Regions from separate parts of the Mus musculus genome. Here regions 1 and 3 are each linked to region 2. Evidence: chromatin contacts called from public HiChIP or PLAC-seq data. All regions are on one chromosome and are shown on one strand. Each heading gives the region's core, a stretch centred on a gene start, on an enhancer-like site or on the middle of the called end of the contact. The rest is flanking DNA. Distances are from core to core; before and after follow the strand shown.

Region 1 (3,229 bases), core at 547-3,046, 300 kb before region 2:
TTACCAGGCAACCAGGGCAATATGCTGTGGTTAACTCATTAATAGATTCATATTGAAGTCAGTGACTGGCCTCAGGCAACATATGTTAACAAAAATCTATCAGGGACTCATGAAAGTACATAAGTATCTGCCACAGCTGTGATTAGTGTGGGGGAAAATAAAACCTTACAGGACTTCCATCTGACCCTGAAAAGCAAGTCAGCAAAAAGAAGGTGAAGCTTAAGAAGGTGTGTGAGCACATATGAAAACAAAAACCAAGACAAAACTTTCCTAGGGGAAAGCAAAAACAAAAGCCTACTTCTACTGGTTATTCAATAGCAAAGACAGCAGCCCTTTAGGCTAAAAAATCCACAATGACAAAGACATGAGGTAAAACATATTTCTGTTTCCTTACCTGTTGTGTTCCATCTGCACTTACAATAGGGGCAGACAGAAGAGAGATGTCGCTACTTAAAATCTGAGCTGTGTCTAGCAAAGGCGGGTGTTCTGCCATTATCAATAAGGCATCAATATACCGGAAAGCCCTCCAACTCTGCAAAACAAAAAGACATAACCACTGAAGTATACATCCAGAAAATACATTAAAATACAATCAGGAATTGCCTCACTAACAAACAAACTGTCCAAGGAAGACCAAAAAGATCACCTGACTTCTTTTTCAATCAACTACTTGGGAAAATGTATTTCATACAACCCAACCAAGGTAACTATTAGTTATCCTCAACCTAACGCTAATACCAGAAGCTCTATTTACACTTTCTGCATCTCCATCCTTCCATTCCTAGATAGGGAATTTAATTTACTCATCACTATTCAATCTACATCCTGAAAGACATCAAGCTGCAATGGCTGAATGAGGTAACCGTACCTCTGACACTTTTCTTTGAGCTGACAAGGTAAAATTACAAAGGCTCAATCTCCCTCATCGTCCTGTTTGCCTTGAGGCACTATACAAAAAGAATCATGATTTTCTACTGAATCCTCACACAAAGTAACACAGTTTAAGGGGGAGGGGGGAGTTGTTCAGGATCAGGGCAAGAGCCTTCAAATTTTAAGTTTTAAGCTCTTCCAGTATCCATTCATCTGCTCTGAGAACAACTGTACAGCACAATGAATCTTATGTGAATGAAAGGGTGTACTAGCACTCATACGGCAAGGTGGGATGGTAGGATTAGTTTATACTGCATGAACCAATAAACATCAGCAAACTGAGCAAAATGACCACAGTCACACGTGCTACTAAGTCGACGCTGAGCTTTATGGAGTCATTTCTGGATGCCTGTCACATTCACCAAGTCAGTGCTAAGGGACAAGACATTCAATTTTCAAAGATGAAATTCACACTATTTTAAAATGTTGAATCTGCATAGAAACTCCCATAGAAGTTGACTCAACTTGACAACAATTTTCTGTTTAGCTGTATTAGAAAGTGCTGAGACTCTTAAAATGCATTCAACACAGGTACTTATTGATGATTTCACACTAAAAATGGCAATAGAGAACACTGTATATGATTAGCTGACTCATGGAAAGGCACACCACTTAGACAGTGTTTATACTACATACACATGCATATGAACACATTAACTTCTGCCATAATGTACATTACTAAACTATTAAAAGACTGACAAAACGTAATACTGTGAATCACATCAAATAATTTCTCTGTGGAATTTACAAAGAATTTTAAGGCGGCAAAGAATCTTTATGTTATTTTGACTCTTGCAAATCTCACAATTTTATTATGTAAGAGCAGACACTTTCAGGAAGTAAACTCCCAATTAAAGAGAGTGTGTAAGTACTTCATTTTTGTTCCCCGCTTCCTCTTTCTTTTTCTTCCTTCACCCCTCCCTCCCCCTTCTCCTTGTTATAATAGCAATGAACTTGTATTTCATTAACAGACAGCCTCTCGGTGTCATGCAGGTAGACTCCAACCCTCCTCTGCTATGGTCCCCTGGGTCCACAAGGCCACAAGCTCCTCCTCCTCCTCACTGCACTCATTTCTCTTCTCTTTTTCCTTTTTGTGTGTGTGTGGACTGAGGACTGAGTTACACCACAGACAACTGAAGGAATTCAAAGTACCAATAAACAAAATATTCTCAAAATCATATATTGGTTTGGAAAATTAATTTGAACTTGGAATGGCATATGACTGGGTGGGCACCCTTAGGAGGAGAAAACCTGTCTAAGACTGACTATGTCAAGTGGCATTGAAACTAACAAAATAGCAATCAGTAACTAACAAAGTCCTACAATCATTTTGAAAAAACTCTTCTAGAATCTATCAAAGTTTGTTTCTCATGCTAGGGTTTGAAGCCAGGCCAAGTGAGGCAGGCACTACCACTTAGATCCACAGTCCTATCTACCAAAGCTGGGCACATACATGTAGTGGATGCTGTTTATGCTCTGACCACAAAGACTCACAACAGATGCCCAAAAGTAATGCATGCACTTATTGAAATATAAGTGGACCAACACACATGTAAGTATATGAGTTTGTAGCAACTTGATTTAATAGTCCTTTAAAACCAGAGACAACCTAATGCCCCTTAGAAATCAACCAATCTATTCAATAACTATATAAACCAAAGAAAATAATAAACTGTCAATTCAGAGAACAGGGAGTAAAATTTCTCAAATACAATGTGAGTGAAAAACAAAGAGAATACATACTGTTCAACTTTGAAGAAAGCTCAAACACAATTTATTGTTAAATCAACACACTGGTTGCCTCTGGGGAGTTAAAGATGGGGGCAGGTAACAGTTTCTGGGATGCTGACTCTGCTCTGTGACTTGACCCAGGAGCTGTTAAATGGACCACAACTACTAAATTGTAAACACTACATGTTCATCTTTCATGTACTGTTCTGTACATTTTTTCAATACAATAATCTTTGAAAGTTAAAGACCACATCATCTCAAACTGTCTAGTAAAACCATTCAATAAATTCAATACTCATTCATGAAAAAGATAAAAACTGAAAGCAAAAAAAATAAAGACTATATATAAAAAACCACAGGGAAGATTATATGTAATAACTAAGCCTGGAAGTTTTTCTTCAAGATCAGGAAAAGACAAGAATGCCCATTTCTATAAATACTTATTTCAAATATTTCCCTTATTATATTGCTATTATACTTATTATATATAGTTCTGTTTCACAAAGGCAACTTCTTTCAAGTTATTTCATATACTTTGACCATATATATTTATTCCCTATACTGTCTC
Region 2 (2,834 bases), core at 37-2,536:
ACTCTAAGCCATTGTTCTGAGCGTGGTGTTGACACTATAACACTGTATCCGTGTGGGTTTGGAAATGAGTGCATCCATGTTTGTGAAGGTTTGGAAGAGCTAGGGCAAGCTGGAGTCATGACATCACAGGAAAACAAATGGCCTGGAAGTTTATTGTGGCCAATGCAAACCTGTGTGGGCTGTCACCCTCTTAGGGGAAATTCTAGCTATTGCTTAGCACTGGAGGAAATACTGCAATGGTACCTGTGTGTGTGGTAGTGGTGGTCTGTGTGGGAGGGAGTCCTCTCTTCATGTCACCTTTATATACACAGGGACTTCCAGGTGAGCAGCCACAGGCCCCTGAGCAAGCTGAGAAGGTAATATCCCACACTGTTCTTTGAACAGCTTCAGCAACGGTAAGTGTATCCCAGACTTTTATCCTGTCTCAGAGCTCATGGGTCAGCTCCCAAGGGTTGTGACCTGAAGCCAGTACTTCAAGAGCCTGCTCCTGCTTTAAATACAAATTACATGGCTTGGAGTTCCCCTCCATCTTCCCTGAAAGCAAACAGAATGAAAAGATATCTAATCTAAGAATCTTTTCATTCATGAGCACCCTTTTGCACCTAGCACTGGGCAGAAATGAGGAGCCAGGGACAAAATAAGGGGTTGGAGGGTCAGCTTGGATCTTTGGGGAATGTCAGGTCAACAAACAGGTGAAGTGTCAGAAGAAAAGTACTTGGTGGTGATTCTTACAGCATCCTCTGGGTCTGAAGAGACCGTGTAGACCTCTGCCAGTATGTTTGGCACAGAAGCCAAAGTCTAGGTTGAATTGAAAGGGCAAATGTGTCATGGTGACTAGTGGCCAAGGGGGCACACACAAATCCTTGGAGTACAAGAAATTACAATGGCCCTCTTATTTTGAGGAGGCACCCTCAAGATAATAAAAGGGCACTGTTATTTATCCTCTGGTGCCCCCATCTTCTGTGCAACCTCGGCACTGGTAGCCTTCAGGCCAGCCCATAATGCTGCCCCACTGCAGCTTAATTAGAGCATCAAAACGTACAGGAGGAGATGAAGCAAAGAAGGCTGGGACACGTGCACAAATCCTGCTGACCACCTTGGATTTCTTCCTGTTACCATAGCTCTGGTAGACTGCAGAGATTTGAATCTTGGATATGGAATCGAACTCCAGCTTTAGGCAAGTTAATCTCTGAAAGCCTCCAATTCCCTGGTTGTCAAATGGGGATATGAATCACCGCTGCCAGGCAGTGGAGTTGGCAGGGTGAGAGAGACAGCGTGGAAGGCAGACAGGGTTCTGCAGAGTCAGTGCTTAAGGAAATGTTACCGCTGTTGTTCAGCTCTCCTGCGGTGCTATGCCCTCTGTCCTCTGCATATCATCAATAGTCACACTGCACTGACAGTCTCTTTCCCTAGTCGGTGTTATGAACAGAGAAAGTGTGATGAGTGCTATTTGCTTAGTTCTCCCTAGAAATTCTAACACCAGGTTATTGTTCCTTCCTACCCGCCCACCCATTACTAATTGCGAAACCCATCATGGTCACCGTAGGCTTTTGTGCACGGGAGAATCGTGACTATACGAGTCTTCTTTATCTAGGGACGTGATTTATCATAAAGACTTAAGTAGTTTATAAGCTTTTGTGTCTTCATTTGTCAGCAGCCCTAATTCTCTTATTTCCGTGGAAATTGCTCTCAGGCTTCCAGATCTGTCTTTCTGCTCTGGCCCCAGGGATGTTATATTTCACTGGCCGTTGAAATCAGTGCCTGTCATTTTCCAGGCTGACGCTGCTCACTGGGTGAGTCAGTTGTTTGGGTATGAACAGCAAAGCCTCGGATGCAGCTGCCAAAAGGGTGTGTTTGCCTTCACTTCCGGGGACTCTCTCTCAGCTGCCACCTAGTGGTGAGTTTTATGCCGGTAAAACATGGCTCGGGAGAAGCCATTCATAAACATTCCTGGTAATGAGACCCTCTGACGCTGGGAGTCATGCCAATGTCAGCGCGATAAATATTTATTCATCTTTGTAAATGACTCCACATGATTCGGAGATACTGGTGGCTGCTTTGGAAAGAAATTCCATGTTATCGTTCTCAAATAAGAATTGTAGAATTTTTCCAAATGTAGTAATAGTTCTTTTCTTCAAAATGTACCCCAGCAGAGAAAGAATTAGGCTGACACCAAGGGGGTGAGAGTATTGTTAATATTAGCTCAGCCTTTAGAATGTGCCAAACTCTAGTCTAAATAATTACACTATCCCATTTACTGCATTTCAGTCCTGACGTATCTGCAATAATATCAAAGTAATTATCTTTCTAGGCTGCTATCGTTGCTGTGGTTGTTATTCTGCAAGTGAGATAATTAAGGTTTAGAAGAGTCTAAAGTCATTTAACTGACAAGGGACAGGACTGGAATTCTAACCAAGCTACCTGACATCGGCATGTTCTTGACTCTTCCCATCATAATGGATGCTCTTTGCGTCTGTGTTCCTTCGTGATTCCAGCATCGGCTCATCTTCCAAACATCTATGAAGTCCCAGGATTGGCCCCATTGGTCCGATGTGATCTCTGCTGGCTGCCTTCCTTTTATGAAGGACTTATATACTCGAGGAGAGGACAAAGAAAAGCAAAACAAGAAGTTTTTGTGTGCGTTGATGCTACACTGAGATGAGCTCCTAGAGCTAAGAGTCATGTGGAGCAAACAGGTTTGATCCCCTGGAGAGGGGACCAATTATTCCTATGAGATAAATGGAAATTAGGAAGGCCCAAGAAAGAAAGGGGCTCTGTCAAGACCCTCCATGAAGAATAAGCAGCCCATAAGACATCCCAGGACCCAGAAGGTC
Region 3 (3,228 bases), core at 423-2,922, 350 kb before region 2:
CCTCAGCATTCCTTTAGAGAATGGCCTGGTTAAGAGAATAAACTCTGATGATGAGGATGACTGATGACGACGAATAATTTTTAAAAATCCCCTTTCATCAATTCAATGAGGCTCACTCTCAAACTTTTCCAGATTGAGAAAAATCCTTAATAGCTAAAGATCCTATGGCTTTGAGGTGGCTATCCATCCTCCTCATTGCCAGAATTCTTTAAGCTGGCTCTATATAAAATACAAAACAGACATTTTTTTGCCCACCTTAATTCACAGAAAATGTACGGTTATCAATTTATAAACTTGTTATATTTCTCTTTTTCTTCCTTTTCTCTTCGTTCCCACTGGTCACCAGTTTTTTCTGCACCCAAAATACTGTCTAGTGCATCTCCCCCAGCCCCTTTGGGGTAAGTGGAGGGTCTAAATTTAAAGAAAAAAGTCTAAATATTTCTTAAAAATCTATTTTTAAAAGTTACATTTAGCTGGCTTTTGATTTATACAATCAAAGTTGCCAAAATTATCAAATAATGTAGGAAAAAAGAAAACTTAAAATTTTATCAAATGAAGCAAACATGCCCAAATTATTTTCTATGCATCTATGTTCATCAAAGCAATGTTTTCTCAGCTCCTAAAGAGATAATTCCGTTTATTACTTTAATAATTCATAATCATCCTAATTTCAATTACACCAAGATTCTAACTAAAGGTTTTAACCTTCCATTTTCTAGAGGGAGAAGGTAGAGGGCAGGAGTAAGCCTGTGACCTTCCTCTAGGAAGCACATCATGCCGCAGAGTCCCTGGTCTGGCTGAGGTCCCCCTGGAACTCATAGGTCCCTTCCTGCTTTCTCAATCACAGCACTGTTTCATGCAATTCCTTAATGTTCTTTTTATTAGCGGTCTACTAACCTCGTGGGGGCATGGGGATGAATTCTATGCTGCTCACCAATCTTTTAGATAGTGAATACACATACTTAGCAATAATTATTTAAATTAAGTGAATTTAAAAAACAACCTCTGGGTCATATTTCAAGACTTACTAATTTATTCAATTCAGTATTTCCTGTAATCTACAACAATTATAAAATGCAATCAATATTTAGGTCCCTGAAAGAATGACTATTACAAGTATGTTCTCTCTACCACCATGGCTGAATTTTAATGCTATTTTCTAACGTTTTCAGTTGAAAAAGAGGCTTTTAAGCTTGCAGTTAGAGAAAGGCACCTTCTAAGTATACCCCATGCACAGATTGTACAAATGGAGGAAGAAGCTAAGCACTAATGTGTAAGAGGTATCATCTATTTCCTGACTGTGGATGTCATGTGACCAGCTGCCTCCAGCTCCTGCTGCTGGACTTTGCTGCCATGCTGGCCTGAAAGAATTCTGCTCCAAGCTGCTGCTGTCACAGGACTTCATCACAACAGGGGAAGCAACGAAGACAGTCTCTCAACAGTTGCCTTCTATGATATATTTTTATTGAAATATTTCTTAAAAACCCATTCAGAATTGTGTATAGTTCCTAAAGTATCTTTTTTTCTAAAGAGCTGCAACCAGCTACTATAAATCAGAAATCCTAGTCACTGATTCATCATGTGAATCAGTTAATTATGTAAACTCCAGCCAATGGACAAGAGTTCTTAAGAAAGAGGGTGAGTATCTTACACGCCTATTTCTTTTCCTGTCCTTTTTCATTCTGTGTGGGACAGGACAGTGTGCAACCTTGACTAGAGCAATCTCCTAAGTATGACATAGAGCATAGAGACTCTACCTAACTACTGCCTATCTCTAGGTCAATTTTTATGAGAGGGGGAAAAACAAAGTTCATACTATTTGTCTTGGCTTTCTATTGTTATGTCACAATGACCACAAAGACATATTAGTCGCTCACAGTTGTGAGATTCAGAATCTGGCCTGTGTGACTGGTTTCTCTGGCCAAGGTCCCACAAGATGAAAACCAAAGTGGTAGACAGATTGTATTCTTATCTGGAGGTTGATGTACTTTTCCAAGCTCCTCTGGCATGGAAGAACTCGATCTTAGAATTATAAGCAAAAGGGTACCATGTCCTCCTGACTACCATCTGAGGCCACAACTCCTTGAACACACTCAAAGTCTGTTTCCGGTCCACATTTCCATGTTCAAGGCCAGCACACAAACTCTTGGACTTGTAGAATGCCTTGCTGTGCTCTGATGTTCTCCTGGAAGAGGCCTGTCCCTTTAAAAAGCTCACATGACCAGGTAAGATTCGTCCTGATTTCTTAAGTCAACTGTATACAGAGAATAAGCCAGAGAAACAAAATTCATCAAAGTAAGTTTGAAAAATTATATAGGATTTATACAAAAGGGGCAATGACCTTGGACTATCTTTGAATTCTGTAACATTACTTCAGGTCTCTGCTACTTTAAAAGATTATTTAAATGAAATTATATACATATTATATATATAATATGTATTTTTAACAATTGCAATGTTCAGTAGTAACTATAATTACATTGCTGTGTAACCACCACCTCCAGCCATCTTTGGAGCTGAACTATGAACTCACCGAGGAACCATCCTCTACTTTCCTTTCCCCAGGCCCCGACAACCACCACCACACACATGTCTCTATGACTATGTCTACTCCCAGTACCGCAGTGGAATCATTTGGCATTTATTTGCCCTTTTATGACTGGCTTATTTAACTTAACTGCTATGTATCATTGCATCTGATGCCCATACACATAAAAAGACTGAGGACTTCCAATAGGAGAAAAAACAGAAAATATAAACGCTATTAACATTATTCATTAAAAGTAACTGATTCTGGTTGTCTATATTTTGCTTTTAAACATAACTCGCGATGTTACCCTAATTCAACTGTATACTCTATAGTTTCTTTTGAAAAGTAACATTCACATAGGTCTCTAGGAGAATGAGGACTATTTCAGAATGTACTCCGGGAGAATTACTAAATAGAAAAAGGGGGGTGGAGCTGCATTTATGAATGGACCATCTGCTTGATTCACTTCATATATGAGACTAAGTTTCAAAACTAGTATACTGAGTCACTCTAATAGTACTAATATTTTCCTCAATAAGGGAAATTCTTACAGGTTAATGTTTTAATAGAATTAGGTGACTTCCAGTGGCGAAGAAATATCTACCTGCATTTTAGGGCATTTCCCAGGATAGTTCAGATTTTCTAAGCAATGCATAAAGAACAAAACCCAAGAGTTTACTTTGGCAAATGAAGTTACT

What was found. HiChIP or PLAC-seq counts read pairs in DNA pulled down with a chosen protein or histone mark.
Region 1: a contact with region 2 is called in an H3K4me3 HiChIP or PLAC-seq map of bone marrow-derived macrophages, with 7 times the contacts expected there. The contact joins two enhancer-like sites. A contact is called at or near these places in 4 of 15 datasets of contacts at CTCF or cohesin (CD8 T cells, the NIH/3T3 cell line, embryonic stem cells and 1 more), 12 of 484 Hi-C or Micro-C datasets (the Ba/F3 cell line, Th2 cells, bone marrow-derived macrophages and 6 more), 3 of 115 datasets of contacts at active chromatin or transcription factors (CD8 T cells, bone marrow-derived macrophages and embryonic hindbrain) and 2 of 9 other capture datasets (adipose tissue and bone marrow-derived macrophages).
Region 3: a contact with region 2 is called in a CTCF HiChIP or PLAC-seq map of the NIH/3T3 cell line, with 10 read pairs. The contact joins two enhancer-like sites. A contact is called at or near these places in 1 of 15 datasets of contacts at CTCF or cohesin (the NIH/3T3 cell line), 3 of 484 Hi-C or Micro-C datasets (bone marrow-derived macrophages and cortical neurons) and 3 of 115 datasets of contacts at active chromatin or transcription factors (extraembryonic endoderm stem cells, fibro-adipogenic progenitors and heart atrium).

Annotation. Positions count from the first base shown.
Region 1 is chr14:72,683,240-72,686,468 of GRCm38.p6, forward strand. It overlaps Fndc3a (fibronectin type III domain containing 3A), which reads right to left. Exons shown (of 26, transcript NM_207636.2): 2 at 395-532. The coding sequence starts at 493. Among named protein-coding and RNA genes, the nearest start is that of Fndc3a, 25 kb to the right of the region's middle. Within about 2 kb of position 1,797, at least 34 of the 459 cell types and tissues checked have an H3K27ac peak or open chromatin away from gene starts, as enhancers often do. A contact at or near this core is called in bone marrow-derived macrophages, where this site is marked.
Region 2 is chr14:72,981,810-72,984,643 of GRCm38.p6, forward strand. No RefSeq gene overlaps it. Among named protein-coding and RNA genes, the nearest start is that of Gm41208, 31 kb to the right of the region's middle. Within about 2 kb of position 1,287, at least 152 of the 459 cell types and tissues checked have an H3K27ac peak or open chromatin away from gene starts, as enhancers often do. A contact at or near this core is called in the NIH/3T3 cell line and bone marrow-derived macrophages, where this site is marked.
Region 3 is chr14:72,632,464-72,635,691 of GRCm38.p6, forward strand. The region is part of intron 3 of Fndc3a (fibronectin type III domain containing 3A); the gene reads right to left. Among named protein-coding and RNA genes, the nearest start is that of Fndc3a, 76 kb to the right of the region's middle. Within about 2 kb of position 1,673, at least 13 of the 459 cell types and tissues checked have an H3K27ac peak or open chromatin away from gene starts, as enhancers often do. A contact at or near this core is called in the NIH/3T3 cell line, where this site is marked.